Regions from separate parts of the Macaca mulatta genome. Here region 2 is linked to region 1. Evidence: chromatin contacts called from public Hi-C data. All regions are on one chromosome and are shown on one strand. Each heading gives the region's core, a stretch centred on a gene start, on an enhancer-like site or on the middle of the called end of the contact. The rest is flanking DNA. Distances are from core to core; before and after follow the strand shown. Region 1 holds the start of LRRC42 (leucine rich repeat containing 42). Region 2 holds the start of YIPF1 (Yip1 domain family member 1).

Region 1 (6,769 bases), core at 589-3,088:
GAAATACATACAATGACGCCAGTGACTCACGCCTGTAATCCTGACACTTTGAGAGGCCGAGATGGGCGGACAGCTTGAGCTCACAAGTTCAAGACCAGCCTGGGCAACATGGTGAAACCTCGAAATCCCCTCTACTAAAACTACAAAAATTAGCCGGACCTGTTGGCAGGCGCCTGTAATCCCAGCATTTGGGAGGCCCAGGCAGGCGGATCACTTGAGGCCAGCAGTTCAAGACGAGCCTGACCAACATGGTGAAACCTCGTCCCTACTAAAAATATAAAAATTAGCCGGGTGTGGTGGCGGGCGCCGGTAATCCCAGCTAATCCAGAGGTTGAGGCAGGAGACTCGCCTGAACCCAAGAGGCGGAGGCTCAGTGAGGTGAGATCGCGCCACTGCACTCCAGCATGGGCTACAGAGCGATGATGTCTCCAAAAAACAAAACAAAAGTGCAGGTTTGGGAGGTAGTCTAATCCCCCACCCCTTCAGAACAAGGTAATTTCCTCAGGGCCGCAGTTTACCAAAGGTGGTACACTCTGGGGTGCTATCCTTTCCATTTTTTACAATCCCTGACCCTGGAATTCCCTGATGCTTTATCCTGTCTTTCAAATTAGGGCCACTGGTTTCGTCCCCAGTTCACCCCTTCATCGCTAGCTCACATGCCCTTTGTGGTCCTTCTTTCTCCAAACCTCTTCAGGTCAAGTCCTTAGAGGACCTTCAACCTGACCAGCCCCCTTGGTTCTGGTGCTACAGCTGGACTCCTCATGCTCTTTCAAGTACCATCCATTGGGAACGTGGTGTACTTTAGAAAACGCGGACCTGGCCTACGGCTTGTCTCCGCGGGGACAAGGCCACCGCTTCCAAGACAAACCAGCCCTGGCACCACCTTCTCACCTCCATCCCAAACCCTCCTCCTCAGTCCCAGGCCCTGTGGAGACAGACTTCCGAGGGCCCTAGAGCCTCAGACTTGTGGAGGCCTCGCCCCAAAGTATGTAAAGAATATAATAAATGCCCCCGACCTTAAGTACAATTCATAGCTAGATGGCTTACGTTGCGGCTGACAGCTTACATTTTGGTAGGCTAATTAATTTCGATTTACAATTGGTTTTCCCTTTTGGTGGTCAAGACGCTATTTCTGGCCTCAAAGAGCTTCGAGGCCTGGCACTGGCGCCTCCAGGGTCTAGAGGAGAAGGCGGGTCCGCGTCAGACCTCCCGCGACGGCCCTTCCACGCCTCCCGTTGCTCGTCTTTTCACCACCCTCCACTGTTGCTCCCTTCCCACCAGCATCCCCTTCCTTCTGCCTTGCCCGGCCAGGCCCCCACACCCCCTGGTACCAGCCTGCCCACCCCGCGGCCCGCTCGCCTGGGACTCCCCTTAGTTCTGGGCGCCGTACCTTCCTGGCTCGAAACCTCCCTTTCGCCCCGCCCCACGCAGAGCGCCCCAACCCACAGCCCCGCCTCCTCGCCGCAGCCTCAGCGGAGTTCGGGACTGCGCGCGCTCCAACTCCGAAATCTTCGCGCCACGCCTCCCACAAGCCCCGTCTCACCCTCAGCCCCGCCCCCTCGCCGCGACCACAGCGGAGTTCCCGGGCGCGCGCTCCTACCCCGAGCTCTTCGCGCCACGACTCCGACAGGCCCGCCCTGCCCTCAGCCGCGCCCCCCGCGCCGCCGCGGCCTCCGCAGAGTTCCCGGGCGCGCTCGCTCCTACCCCGAGCTCTTCGCGCCACGCCTCCCACAGGCCCCACCCCGCCTCAGCCCCGCCCCCTCGCCGCGGCCTCGGCCCCTCCTACCCCTAGCTCTTCGCGCCACGCCTCCCACAGGCCCCGCCCGCCCTTGACCCCGCCTTCTCCAGCTCCCATTACTTCGCGGGCCAAGATGCGCAACCACTCCCGAGCGCCTTTCCCAGGGCAGTCCCAGGACTTGCGCTGCCTACCCTCCCCCAGCTCAGCTGTATCCCTGGGGCCCGCAGGACCCAGGGGATCCGCCCTCCCGCGAGCACGCACGCGCAGGGCCCACCTCTGCTAGTTCCAAACCCTCGGCCCTCGGGTCGCCTGCCTGGGGCCCGGCCCCGCCTCTAGACCCGGCCCCGCCTTCGTGCCGGGGCCCGCGCACGCGCGCCTCCCCGGCCCAGCCTTTCCCCCGTCCCCGCCGGTCCCGCGGTCCCACAGCGCCTGGTTGCCCCCAGCCCTCTCCCTCCTCCCACCCTCGCTGTGTCCCACCCTCCCTAGCTTTGTGCCCGGGGTGCTGAGCCGTTCCCCGTCAGCCGCGCCGCGGGAGGAGGGAGCCGCCACAGAGGAGCTGCCGCTCGCTGCCCCGGGCAGGGGCACAGGTAGGTGGCGGCCGCGGGCCGGGCCGCTCGCGGGGCCCCGGGTTGCGTGTGGGAGCGGGGGCGGGGTGTTAGGGAGCGGCGGGGTGGGGGAGGGGAAGCCCGAGAGGGACGGCGGGGCGCGGGTTGAGGGGAGGATGAGGTATATGGGTGTGGACGATGGATTTAAGGGTGGCGTAGGGGTGCGGGGGCAGGCTATGGGGACGTGTGAGAATTGGGGTTCGGGGCCGGGGTGGGATAGGGAGCAGGATTAGCCTGGGTGGACTCGGGGAGAGGCACGCGTGGGGAGAGAGCGGGAAGAAGGAATGGGGAAAGGAAATGGGATTTTAGGGGTTCAAGGAGGAAAAGAGCTAGGATAGGAATAGAGAGGGTGGGGTCTTGGGGACAGGGAAGAAAAGTTGGGGGTGTGGAATGCCAAGTTAGGGATAGGCGTGAAGGAAGAAGGTCTTGAAGATTGAGAACAGAAGGCAAGGAAAGGGTTGGAGAGATTGGGGGCCTAGGAGAGGGAAGCCCCTAGAGTGGGAAGACGGGAAGAATAGATGGTGGAGGGAAGGAGTGGGGGTGGAGGAGTTGGGGAAAGAAAGGGAGGCAGGTGGAGGTTGGGAGATTGGAGGTTGGAAGGGTTGGGTCTGTGGAACAAGCAAGCCACCTTTCAGCAGGAGCACGGAAGGGCTGGAAGGGTCTGAGGCTTGAGGCGGGCAGGGGAGCTGAGGTGAGCGAAGGGAGTGGGGTTAGGATTTTTGGTGTGAGAAGCGCTAGAGTTGTTAAGAGTCACATTGTGGGAGAGATTGGCATGTTCTTGGGGGGCAGTAGGGAGCCTGAGAGAGGAAAAGGTATGGATGAGAAGGCAGTAAAGTGCATATTATAGGAAAAAAGTAGTGAGGAAAGTTGAAAATTGAAGAATGGGGACACACAGAACAATGAAGGTGGATTGTTGGTTATTGCTGGTTTAGAACTACCCACAGTTTAGTTTCTGTTCAGGTTTTTATTTAGAAATTTTCCCAAGAATACTGCATTTTCAGATAAACTAAGTGTGGGCAGCCTTGGGATGAAGGCCATGGGCTGGCAGATGTTCTCCTGGTATATAGATGTAGCTCATTTTGGGCCTGGCAGAGGGAAGAAGGGAGGCCTCGTTGTAACTGTCTTGGCTCTGTTCCCACCAGCTCTTTCCCTAGATGTGCACCGGTTTTCGTTTTTTTTTTTTTTCAATCTTATCCCTTCCCCCTCCCCTCAGGCTTCAACCAGTGAATACTAGAGGGATCAAACAGGTGGGTGAGATTAATTTTTCACATTTTTTTTTTTCTATCCTTAAGGCTGATGTCATATTTTTAGTCTTGAGAAACAGCATCATGCCAAGGAAAGAGCTTGAGCTTTGCAGTAATGCGACCCTGAGATTGAATTCTGGCTCTGCCACTTACTAGCTCTGTTCTAGAGTAAGTTATTTTACTTCCGTGGGTCTCTTTGTCTATTAAAAGGCAATACTGACCTCATAGGTTCATTAGAGATTACATGAGATCACTTTATATAGTACCTAACAGTGCTTGGCAACTGGTAGGTGCTTAATAAATGGTAGCCATCATCCAGTATCGTTAAACATCATAGTTATTCCTACAACTTACTATTCTTAGGGGATTTTTATCTTACTTTATCTTCTGAAGTTAGGTATTTTCTTCTTCTCTTCAAATTAGCTGTAAATTCAGCTCATAATTTTACCCTGTGGGCTCCCTGATAACCCCAGTTCACCTGACTGGGATAGTCATGCTTTTTGCTTGGAAAACTGGATTCAAGGTCTAAAAAACTGTCATGTGTAGTATCAATAATTTTATCTGGCCTTTTTCAAGAAAGCTGTATAGAACTGAGTTTTTAATGTAATACAGCTATGTTTCATTCATTTGATGAAATGGTACACTTCGTGGTAACTTTGGCTCTCTTGTGGTGACCAAATGCTAGAACATACATGATTATAATATTTTTCTATGCTGTCGTATGGGTTACAAAGCTGCCTTACTGTAGCAGGCTGGGAGACTATCAAAATGTCGCTGTTACTCTTGATCCAATATATAATACAGCTACTACGATCTACATTGGACATTGTTATTATTGTAGTGACTAAGTATTTTAATTTTTCAATTTGGATGGGGTTTTCACCATGGTTTAGAACAGGTCCATTTGTAATACACCACCCTGTACACCATCCTGTACATTAGCGAGGGTCAAATAAACCCAAGTAGAGAAGTTTTATGTAGAATTCTCTTGCCTTTCTGGTCCTTAGCCTTGAAGGGTTCAAATGTTAATTTAATGCTTAGATCATGTTATAGTACCTCAGATCATGTTATAGTACCTCATAGACTCTCAGGAAGCTCCTTTTTGGGAGAATGCAGGACGTGCTGATTTAGTAGTAGAAATTAAAGGACACCAGGATTCCTGAACCAAAGTCAATTCCTCCAGTGGCTTCTGGACAAATGATGTGGGTTTACTCTCCAGGAAAAAATTGTATTTATTTTTTCCTCATTTAGAAAGAGAAATGGTATTTGATGGGTAATCTAAAGAAAAACAAACAAAAAACCAGAACCGTTCCCTTTTCTTGAAAATGATCCCTGGAAGCCAAAGCATCCCAGATTTTGAGGAGCCCAGATTAGGGTCCTTACTCTAGTCCCAAGCTGCTTGTGCCCTCTGCTGGATGGAATCAGACTTCTGATTTTCATCTGAAGTGGTCACCCACCCACCCAGCCATCCATCCATTTGTCCATTTTACAACAGTATTTGTGGAAGACACTATTAGGGGTGAGGGTTGGGGGCAATACAGATGGGCAGACCCTGTTTCATTGCTCAGGGAGTTCACAGTGTATTCATCCACTATAATAGGGTATCTTCCATAGAATTTGTCTTTCTGTTGTTAAAATCACGTCAGTCCTTTTTAGGGCCATACCTAGCATCTGCTTTCTGATCTACAGGTAGAGTAGAGCTCTGAATGTTAAATGACAGGGATAAAAAACCAAAGGACATCTGCTTTACTTCCTCAGTCAAAATTAAGGTCTGCAAGGTTGGAGGGTCCAGATGCTCACCCCTACTGGAAGAAGAGCTCAGAATAAATGAGGCATCTCCTTAGCAGCAGGCGCTGTAAATGCTGGCAAGAGAAAAGTATGGGTTGTAAGAGCTAGCACTGTGACAGAATTTTTTTCCCCTTGTTTTTTAGTTTAGTTGTCTCCCACCCCTTGTAGTACCAGTAGCAATATACTCCCATCGTCTGCTTTGCCTTTGCCACCTGCAGAATGGTCTGGCAAGTGGGGGAGGAGCCTGCAGCTGTTGCCTGGAAAAGGAGCTGGCTCCTAGCAACAGTATCAGCAGGCCCTGCAACTGAGAGCACTAAGTTTGTCCTTTGAGGTCTTACCCTTCCTTTCATACAGTTCAGCAAATATCTTTTGAGGGCTTACTTAGTGCTAGGCACTATGTCAGGCCTGGGAAAGATAGATGAATCAAATAAGTACCTTGCCTTCAAAAAGCTCACCACTCTGGGTACATTAACAAGTGAACAGACATAGTACATGGTGCTAAGTGCTATGTAGGAGAGACTAGGTGCTCTGGGAAAACCAGACAGGCACATACTGGTGCAGGGGTTAGGGAAGGTTTCCCAGAAGAGGAACGATGTTAATGATGAGTAGGAATTAGCTAGGTCAGGGAGGCAGAGCAGGATGTTCCAGCCAAAGGGAACAGAACGGGCAATGGCCAGTGGGACATGAGAGCATGGCCAGTTTACCTGGGTAGTATGACAGGGCCAAAGATTGTAGGACATAAGGAGATGAGCAGGAAAGAGTGAGGCTCTAGAGCTAGGCAGAATACTCTTCTCTCGTGCTTTTATACACATAATTATCCTTGAGAGAAACATGGATAGTACTGATTCCCACACACAGGACCATTATTTCATCTCCAGAGACTCAGCATTTTTGATCACGGACTTAAATGTGGCTGACACTCGTAAGTGGCTTCAGGGCCACATTGTGGCCCCACATTGATGCAGAAGAAGCTGAGTTGGTTCACTCTAAAACTCAATCATATTCTTTTAGGGATATTATCAGGCCTGTATGATATTCTACCTCTCTTCTCCCTTTAAATTGTAGAAATGATCATCAAATAAATACCTTCATTTTATTTAACATAGCACTTTTTCATGTATTTTGAAATCTCACGGTTACTCAGGAGGAAAACAAGTATTCCAGTTCTTGGGCACATAATATTACCCACATGACTGCAGAAATGCCCAACTGTTTGACTTTTTTATGTTAAAACTGCCCTAATAGAACTTTAATAGATACGAAGTGTCCAAAGGCTAGAATAGCTTTTATGTAGCTCTTGTAGTGGAGGTGTTTATTTCTAGATTAAAAAAAAATCCTGTTACTTTTGGGCTTTGTAAAATTTAGCAAATGAGTAAACGTTGGTTGCACACTAT
Region 2 (7,386 bases), core at 2,113-4,612, 59 kb before region 1:
TGCTCCTTTCCTGAAACAATGTCTCTCACCTGAAGGCTTCTGACCTCCACTTTTTCATCCAACACTACCGTTCCCCACCAGAGAAGCCTTCCATGACCCACCCCTCCCACCCCACCCCCAGCATCCCGTGTGCTTTTCTAAAGACCCAAGTCCGTAACACAGTTGATAAAGCCCTAGGTGATTTGTCACCTGCCTCCTCCTAAGCATCACCTTGTGTCAGCTTCCCCCACCATCCGTGATCTGAACACAGGCGTTCTCCCAATCCTTCAGGAAAAAAATTAAACTTCCTCACTCCACAGGGACTTTTGCAAGGGCCAATGGCTATGCTTGAACTTTCTTGCACTGCACTCCTGACAGGATGGCTGAGGAGGGCCTCTCTAATGAGAAGAGATTCGAACAGAGCAAGGGAGCAAGTCATAAGGCTATCTGAAGGGAGAATGTCCCACACAGAAAGATGGCACAAATGTCCCAAGCTGTGAATGTACTTGGTGCATAGGAAGAACTACGACAGCCCATGCGGTTTGGGCAGAGAGAGAAAGGATGAGAGCAGTAGGAGATGAAATAAGAGGCATGGAGGCTGCATCCTGTAGGGGCCTCCTAAGCCACAGTAAAGGCTCTGGCTTTTTCGGGTTTTGTTTGTTTGTTTGTTTGTGTTTGAGATGGAGTCTCGCTCTGTCACCCAGGCTGGAGCGCAGTGGTGCAATCTCGGTTCACTGCAACCTCTGGGTTTGGGCAATTCTCCTGCCTCCGCCTCCAGAGTAGTTGGGACTACAGGTGTGCACCACCAAGCCCAGCTAATTTCTGTATTTTTAGTAAAGACAGGGTTTCACCATGTTGGCCAGGCTGGTCTTGAACTCCTGACCTCAGGTGATCTGCCCTCCTCAGCCTTCCAAAGTGCTGGGATTACAGGTGTGAGCCACTGCACACTGCCTGGCTTTTTCTTCTAGTGAGATGGGAGCTACTGGAAGGTTCTGAAAGAATGACATGATCTGGTTGAGTTTTAGAAGGACTACTCTGGCTGCAAAGTACAGACTGTAGAGGGGTAAGGGAGGAAGCAGAAAGACCAGAAGGAAGGTAAGGGCTATAATTCAGACAAAAGGTGACAGTGACCTTCAGCATGGTGAGAGTAGTGGTGGAGGTGGTCAGATGCTAGATTAATTTTGAAGACAGAGTTGACAGTATTTTCAAATTGAGGTGGATTTCTAGTACTTGCAAATGAAATAGATTTATTTTGAAACCATGTATCTCTTCCTTAGATAACAGAGACAGCATAAGCTGTGACACCAGACTGGATGGGTTCAAATCCTGATTTTATCCCTTACTAACTGTGTGACTATTAGGCAAATTATTTTTCTGTGCCTCAGTCTCCTCATTAATAAAACGGGAATAAAGTAACTATTTCATAAAGTTGATATAAGGATTGAGTTATCTGTAAAGCATTTAGAACAGTGCCTGACATATAGTAAGTGTTAGGTAAGGTGTTAATAAAACAAGTAAGTGGGCCAGGTGTGGTGGCTCACGCCTGTAATCCCAGCACTTTGGGAGGCCAAGGCAGGTGGATCACAAAGTCAGGAGTTCGAGACCAGCCTGGGCAATATGGTGAAGCCCTGTCTCTACTAAAAATACAAAAATTAGCCGGGTGTGGTGGCGGGCACCTGTAGTCCCAGCTACTCAGAAGGCTGAGGCAGAAGAATCATTTGAACCCGGGAGGCAGAGGTTGCAGGGAGCCGAGATCACGCCACTGCACTCCAACCTGGGTGACAGAGCGAGACTCCGTCAAAACAAACAAACAAACAGAGTGTTCATCAATACCCAGCCTAAGTCAGGCTCTGGGTTATGAGTTCTAATATCTCCTTGAACTTTTCCTCTAGCACTTTCATAGTTTGTAGGTATATATTTAAATGATCATTTAATAAATAAATGTCCCCCTCACTAGACTGAGAGCTTCACAAAGAAGGAAACTGACTACTTTGTTCACTCTTCTATCTCTGATAACTAGAACAATTGCCCGATTCCTGGTCACAATCAGGAGATATTTACTGATTCAATGAGGGAATGATCTGATCACATTTCATCCTAATGATCTTTTTACATTTTTATCTACTCCACCAGTGGATAAACTTCTTCATCTTTTTATCTCCAGTATCTAGTACGGTTCTAAGCACAAAGTAAGTGCTCAATAAATGTTTTCTGAACTAAAGCAGGAACTGTATAAACATTTTCTGTAATCACTGTACTAAATTTATGATACTTGTTACCAATCTGAAGGATTATCTGGCAAAAAAACAAAAACAGCTGGTGTGGACAAACGGAAAATACCTGGATGTGGCCAACAGCCCCAAAGATGTTTGAAATAATATCCTTCAATGTGTGAGGCAGTATAGCAATGAAAGTACTTGCTGTAACTGTGGAAATAGTAATCATGAATGTAAAGGTGGGCACCCAACTGATATACCTTCAAATTGCAAGTCATCTACTGCTGCCATTCGGCCAGTGAATCTTCTCCCAGTTGTGAGGAAGAAAATTTGCAGGGGTCTAAAAGAAAAAAAAAAACAGGTAAACGTAATAGGATAACAGTATAAAGTATCTGCAAACAAATCTTATTTCAGTATTAGAAATGTTATCACTTTACCTTGCCTCCCTTTTCAGTGGGGTTTAATAGGTTTATATAAAGATAACCACTAAGCGTCAGGTATTATTAAATATTAAAATTGTTACAAAGAAACTAACCCCGGGGGTCCAAAGGTTCCAATTCAACCTTATTTGGTTGTGTATGTACCAGGAATGAATCTCAACTCACTGTGTAAATGTTTAGAGACCAGGTGCAGCCTAGAGATGTAACGATGAGAAAGGATGAGGCTGAGGTTTGAAAGAGATGATGGGGACAGTGAAGAACAAAGGCAGTTCAGCCTAGCCAGTGGTTAAGGGCACAGGCTCTGGGGTCAGACAGAGCTGGGTTTGATTCCCGATTCTGCTGCTTCTCTGCTGTGTGCGCGCTCCCCGCGGCCTCAGTTTCCTCATCTGTAAAATGGGTGCATAATGGTACCTAGTCACACAGTGCGGGGGTCATTAAATGGGACAGTGCGTGTAAGGTGCCTAGCGCGGAGTCAGGCAATTAGTAGGCAATGGGGTGTCGGGGACCCTGCAGCCCGGGACACCGCGAAGCAGAGGCAGTGTTTCAGGGAGAGAAGCTGGGCTACGGCGGCCCCGGCGAGCAGGAGATCCTGAGCCCCCTTAGCCCCGTACTGGTCCCGCAAACCCGGCCGCCTCACCTCGCGGGGCTAGGCGTCCCCCGGGTCCCGGGAAACCTCGGGGCTCAGTTGCTCCGCGCCGGTTTCGGTCCAGCCCAGTTGCCGGAAGCCGGAGATCCGGGGGGTGGAACTTCCCCGCCTCCTCCGGGAAGAGCCCCGCCTCCTTAAAGAGGCAGCAGCTCCCAGAGACACCTGCGTGCTGCGGCGCTCAGAGCCCGCTCCCTCTCTCCCTTCTCCCGAGGGTGAGTCTCGAGTTCTTAAAGAGACAGGCGAGGGCGGAGTGGTGGGGTCGCTGAGTGTGACTACTTTGGCTGGCCTTGCTCCAGGGAACGCAGAAAATTCTCGAGTTTAGGGTTTTCTTACTGTGTGTTTATACCTCTTTTGCTATGGAAATATAAAATCGGGTAATGGAAGACGACTGTGAAAGAAAAAAAATAAGTCACCTGCGTTACCAGTCCCTCAGTTTCTTTTGGCCATAAAAATTTCACCAGTGAGAAGTTGCATGAGTCAATTACATTCTGAATGAGTGATCGAAAGCGTGATGTCTGTTCATATGAACACCCCAAGTAAGCGAGCAATCGGAAAGACTTTACGTCTTTTTTTTGTTTGTTTGTTTGTTTGTTTGAGACCGAGTCTGGCTCTGTGGCTCAGGCTGGAGTGCAGTGGCCGGATCTCAGCTCACTGCAAGCTCCAGCTCCCGGGTTCACGCCATTCTCCTGCCTCAGCCTCCCGAGTAGCTGGGACTACAGGCGCCTGCCACCACGCCCGGCTAATTTTTTGTATTTTTAGTAGAGATGGGGTTTCACCTTGTTAGCCAGGATGGTCTCGATCTCCTGACCTCATGATCCGCCCGTCTCGGCCTCCCAAAGTGCTGGGATTACAGGCTTGAGCCACCGCGCCCGGCCTGACTTTACGTCTAATAGTAGCCATATATAGTGTATTTTTTTTCCTCAAGATTATCATGATCAGGCTTTGTACATGCAGGATCTCTAATTATCAGAATAATCCTGCTATCTTAGGGTGATCCTCATTTTACAAAGAGAAAGCTGAGGTTTAGAGCATGCGCAGGGCACTTTTGGTTGAATATGTACCAGGAATGAATCTCAGTTCATGAATTCAGCTGTGCTAGTATATCAGCCACCTCTTATGTCCCATTTCAGATCATCTTGGCCTGGCCTGCTGCTTATTTCACCGCCACTCATCTTATTCCAGCGTCAGCAGATATAACCTGACTGAGTTTTGCCTCCAGTCTATGCCTCAGGCTTCTCACCTTCTGCTTCAAGGCTTGTTTCTTGATGCTATGAGGTCATGGGACCTTGCTGGAACTACTCAGCACCCAGACAGGTGCATCCCAGAAGTGTAGAGGTAGAGAGTTGTTAATCTCTCACGAGGCAAATCTCTGACCAATGGGGTCAACAATTGATGAATATATGCTTTTCCTGTTTTTCCCCTCAGGCGCCTTTTCATATAGCTTTCAAACTACCTAGCAGGATTAAGCAACCAAATGCCTTTGGAAGTGACGCATTTGATAATGCATATTCACAATAGGTCTCCTTCCTTCCCTGATTTATAATCCCTGTCCTTCACTCCTGGTCCTTGGATTCATACTTGCCAATAAACTACTCATATGAGGAACCAATATGAAGGCATGTTGGTACCAAAAGTGGCCCCAGAAAATAAAACCTTAGGTTGGCATTTTGCAACTGAACGGCTCACCAGTCACATGGCAACAACAAATATATTGCTGGTGTTAAGGGCAGAGGGAAGGAGGGTGGTGGTGGTGGTATGATAACACTTAGAATAGAATGGCATCACAATTACTAAGGTGTCTGTCTACAGTTGATTGGGATAAGGTGCAAGTAGAAGATAAGGTGCTAAGTTAGCTAGTGGCTGTGGCACTGGAACATTAAGAGGACAATGGTAATTATAAGGACTATGGAATTAACTGGGTTTTCTTAACTCCATTGGAAACTTTGAAAATAAAATGGCAGAGTTAGAACAGCCAACTGTCAACTTGAGGCACTTTGTGAAAGCTAGAGAGCCTCTATGGAAGTTTTGAAGATTCTTATTCTTCTATAGCCTTGAGAAAGACTGGACTGAAAATCAGGCCCAAGATCTAATTGTAAGGGTGGCAAAGTTTCAACGAAGACTGAATGCACAGCCTCTGTAGGTCTCCTCCATCAAAGCTGGGGCATTGTCAGAAAATGAATGGGAACCTGAGAACTGGGATGAGGATATTTGGGTGGGAAAGCCTAAGACTTGACCATCCCTCGTTTCCAGTTTCTCTTGAATCTTTCAAGAGAAAGGTGGTGGTGGCAGAAGTAGTCCCTTCCCCCTTGTTAGAGGAAAGCAAAGTCCTCTTGCTTAGAGATCCTGTGATGATTACCTGCACAACATTGCTTTGGACTAAGGGACCAATTTAATTGTAAAGAACATGCAATAGTGACACAAAACCATGGGTCTTACCCACTGGTCTTACCATGTGACTCAGTCATCCAACAGTAGGTGGCCTAATAGGATGGTGGAATGGCTTGTTAAAGGCACAGTTAGGGCTCCAGGTTGGGGAAAACACTCAGGAGATTGAGGCATTGTCTTCCAGCACGGAGTACATACACTAAACCAATGGTTTATCAATTATTTATAATGGTACTTTGTTCTAAATACCTATAGATTTGCAAACCAAGGGGTAGCACTTCTTACTAGCACTTTCAGTGAAACCTACACACATAGAATGTGTGCCTCCTGCCTCACAAGTTCTGCTTGGTTGGAGATCCTGGTCCCAGGGAAGTAGGGAAGGAAGAGAGAGAACACTTCCACTCCAGTTACAGTTCCGCTGAATTGGAAGCTGTAACTGCCACTTAAGCATTTTTGGCTTCTCATACCACTGCACCAGCAGGTAAAGAAAAGAGTGGCACGGTGGCTCACGCCTGTAATCCCAGCACTTTCAGAGGCCAAGGTGGGCGGATCACCTGAGGTCAGGAATTCGAGACCAGCTGGCCAACATGGCGAAACCCATCTCTACCGAAAACACAAAAATTAGCTGGGTGTGGTGGCACACGCTTGTAATCCCAGCTACTCAGGAGGCTGAAGCAGGAGAATTGCTTGAACCTGGGAGGCAGAGGTTGCAGTGAACCGAGATTGTGCCACTACACTCCAGCCTGGACAACAGAGCGAGACTCTGTCTCATAAATAAATAAATGTGGCACATGGTAGGGAAAATCGGCCCTGATTACTTTAAGAAGTTGGGGGCTGGGCATGGTGGCTTATTCGCATAATCCCAGCATTTTGAGAGGCCAAGGAAGTATTGTTTGAGGTCAGGAGTTTAAGACCAGCCTGGACAACATAAGGAGACACTATAATAGTCACAAAATTTGCTGGGTTTGGGTGGCACACCTGTAGTCCTAACTACCCTTGCTGAGGTGAGAGGATGGCTTGAGCCCAGTAGTTTGAGGCTGCAGTGAGCTATGATCACACCACTGCCCTCCAGCCTGGTGACAGAACAAGGAAACCCCCTCTCAATTATTAAAAACAAAACAAAACAAAACAAAGTCTTGGTTGTGTTTTAAAACACTTTCCAACTCTGAGCTCTATGATTCTTCTTTCAGTTTCTCCAATGAGCCATGCTATCTCTGGCTTCTGGGCCTTTGGCCACGTGCTTCCTTCCACCAGTACACTAGCCCCACTTTGGTCAGCTGACTGCTTGCCGTCTTTCTGGTTTCAGCATAGAAATCACTTCCTCAGTGAAGTCCTCGTGACTTCTCTAATCAGAATAAGCTTCCCCTTCTCCCTGCTCTGGTAGCCCCCACACACACTCCGCCTCTGGACTTCATTTAGGAAATGGTAGTTTTCTGTTTACTTGTCTATTCCCCGCACTAAACCATGACTTCTTGAGAGAAGAGGGTGTTTTATTTATTGCTCCACTCCCAGTGCTAAGGGGAGTTGCAGGCCCCAGGTTTTGTTAGGGATGGTCCCAGTTCTGTCTCTGCCCTGGAAGGTTTCAGATCCATGTCCCCTGGGGAGGGTTCTGACTACAGAAATAGTCAACCACCAGCTAGAAGCCACGATGGGGGGCCAGGCACAGTGGCTCACACCTGTAATCCCAGCACTTTGGGAGGCTGAGGTGGGCGGATCACAA

The links. A called contact is a pair of places that touch in the nucleus more often than the background predicts.
Region 2: a contact with region 1 is called in a Hi-C map of fetal cortical plate, with 1.9 times the contacts expected there. The contact joins the promoter of YIPF1 here to the promoter of LRRC42 in region 1. A contact is called at or near these places in 2 of 14 Hi-C or Micro-C datasets (CD4 T cells and fetal cortical plate).

Annotation. Positions count from the first base shown.
Region 1 is chr1:186,661,979-186,668,747 of T2T-MMU8v2.0, reverse strand. LRRC42 (leucine rich repeat containing 42) reads left to right here and starts at 1,838. Exons shown (of 8, transcript XM_001113152.5): 1 at 1,838-2,325. It also overlaps a transcript of IFT25 not described here.
Region 2 is chr1:186,721,720-186,729,105 of T2T-MMU8v2.0, reverse strand. YIPF1 (Yip1 domain family member 1) reads right to left here and starts at 3,362. Exons shown (of 11, transcript XR_013401805.1): 1 at 3,273-3,362; 2 at 2,464-2,535.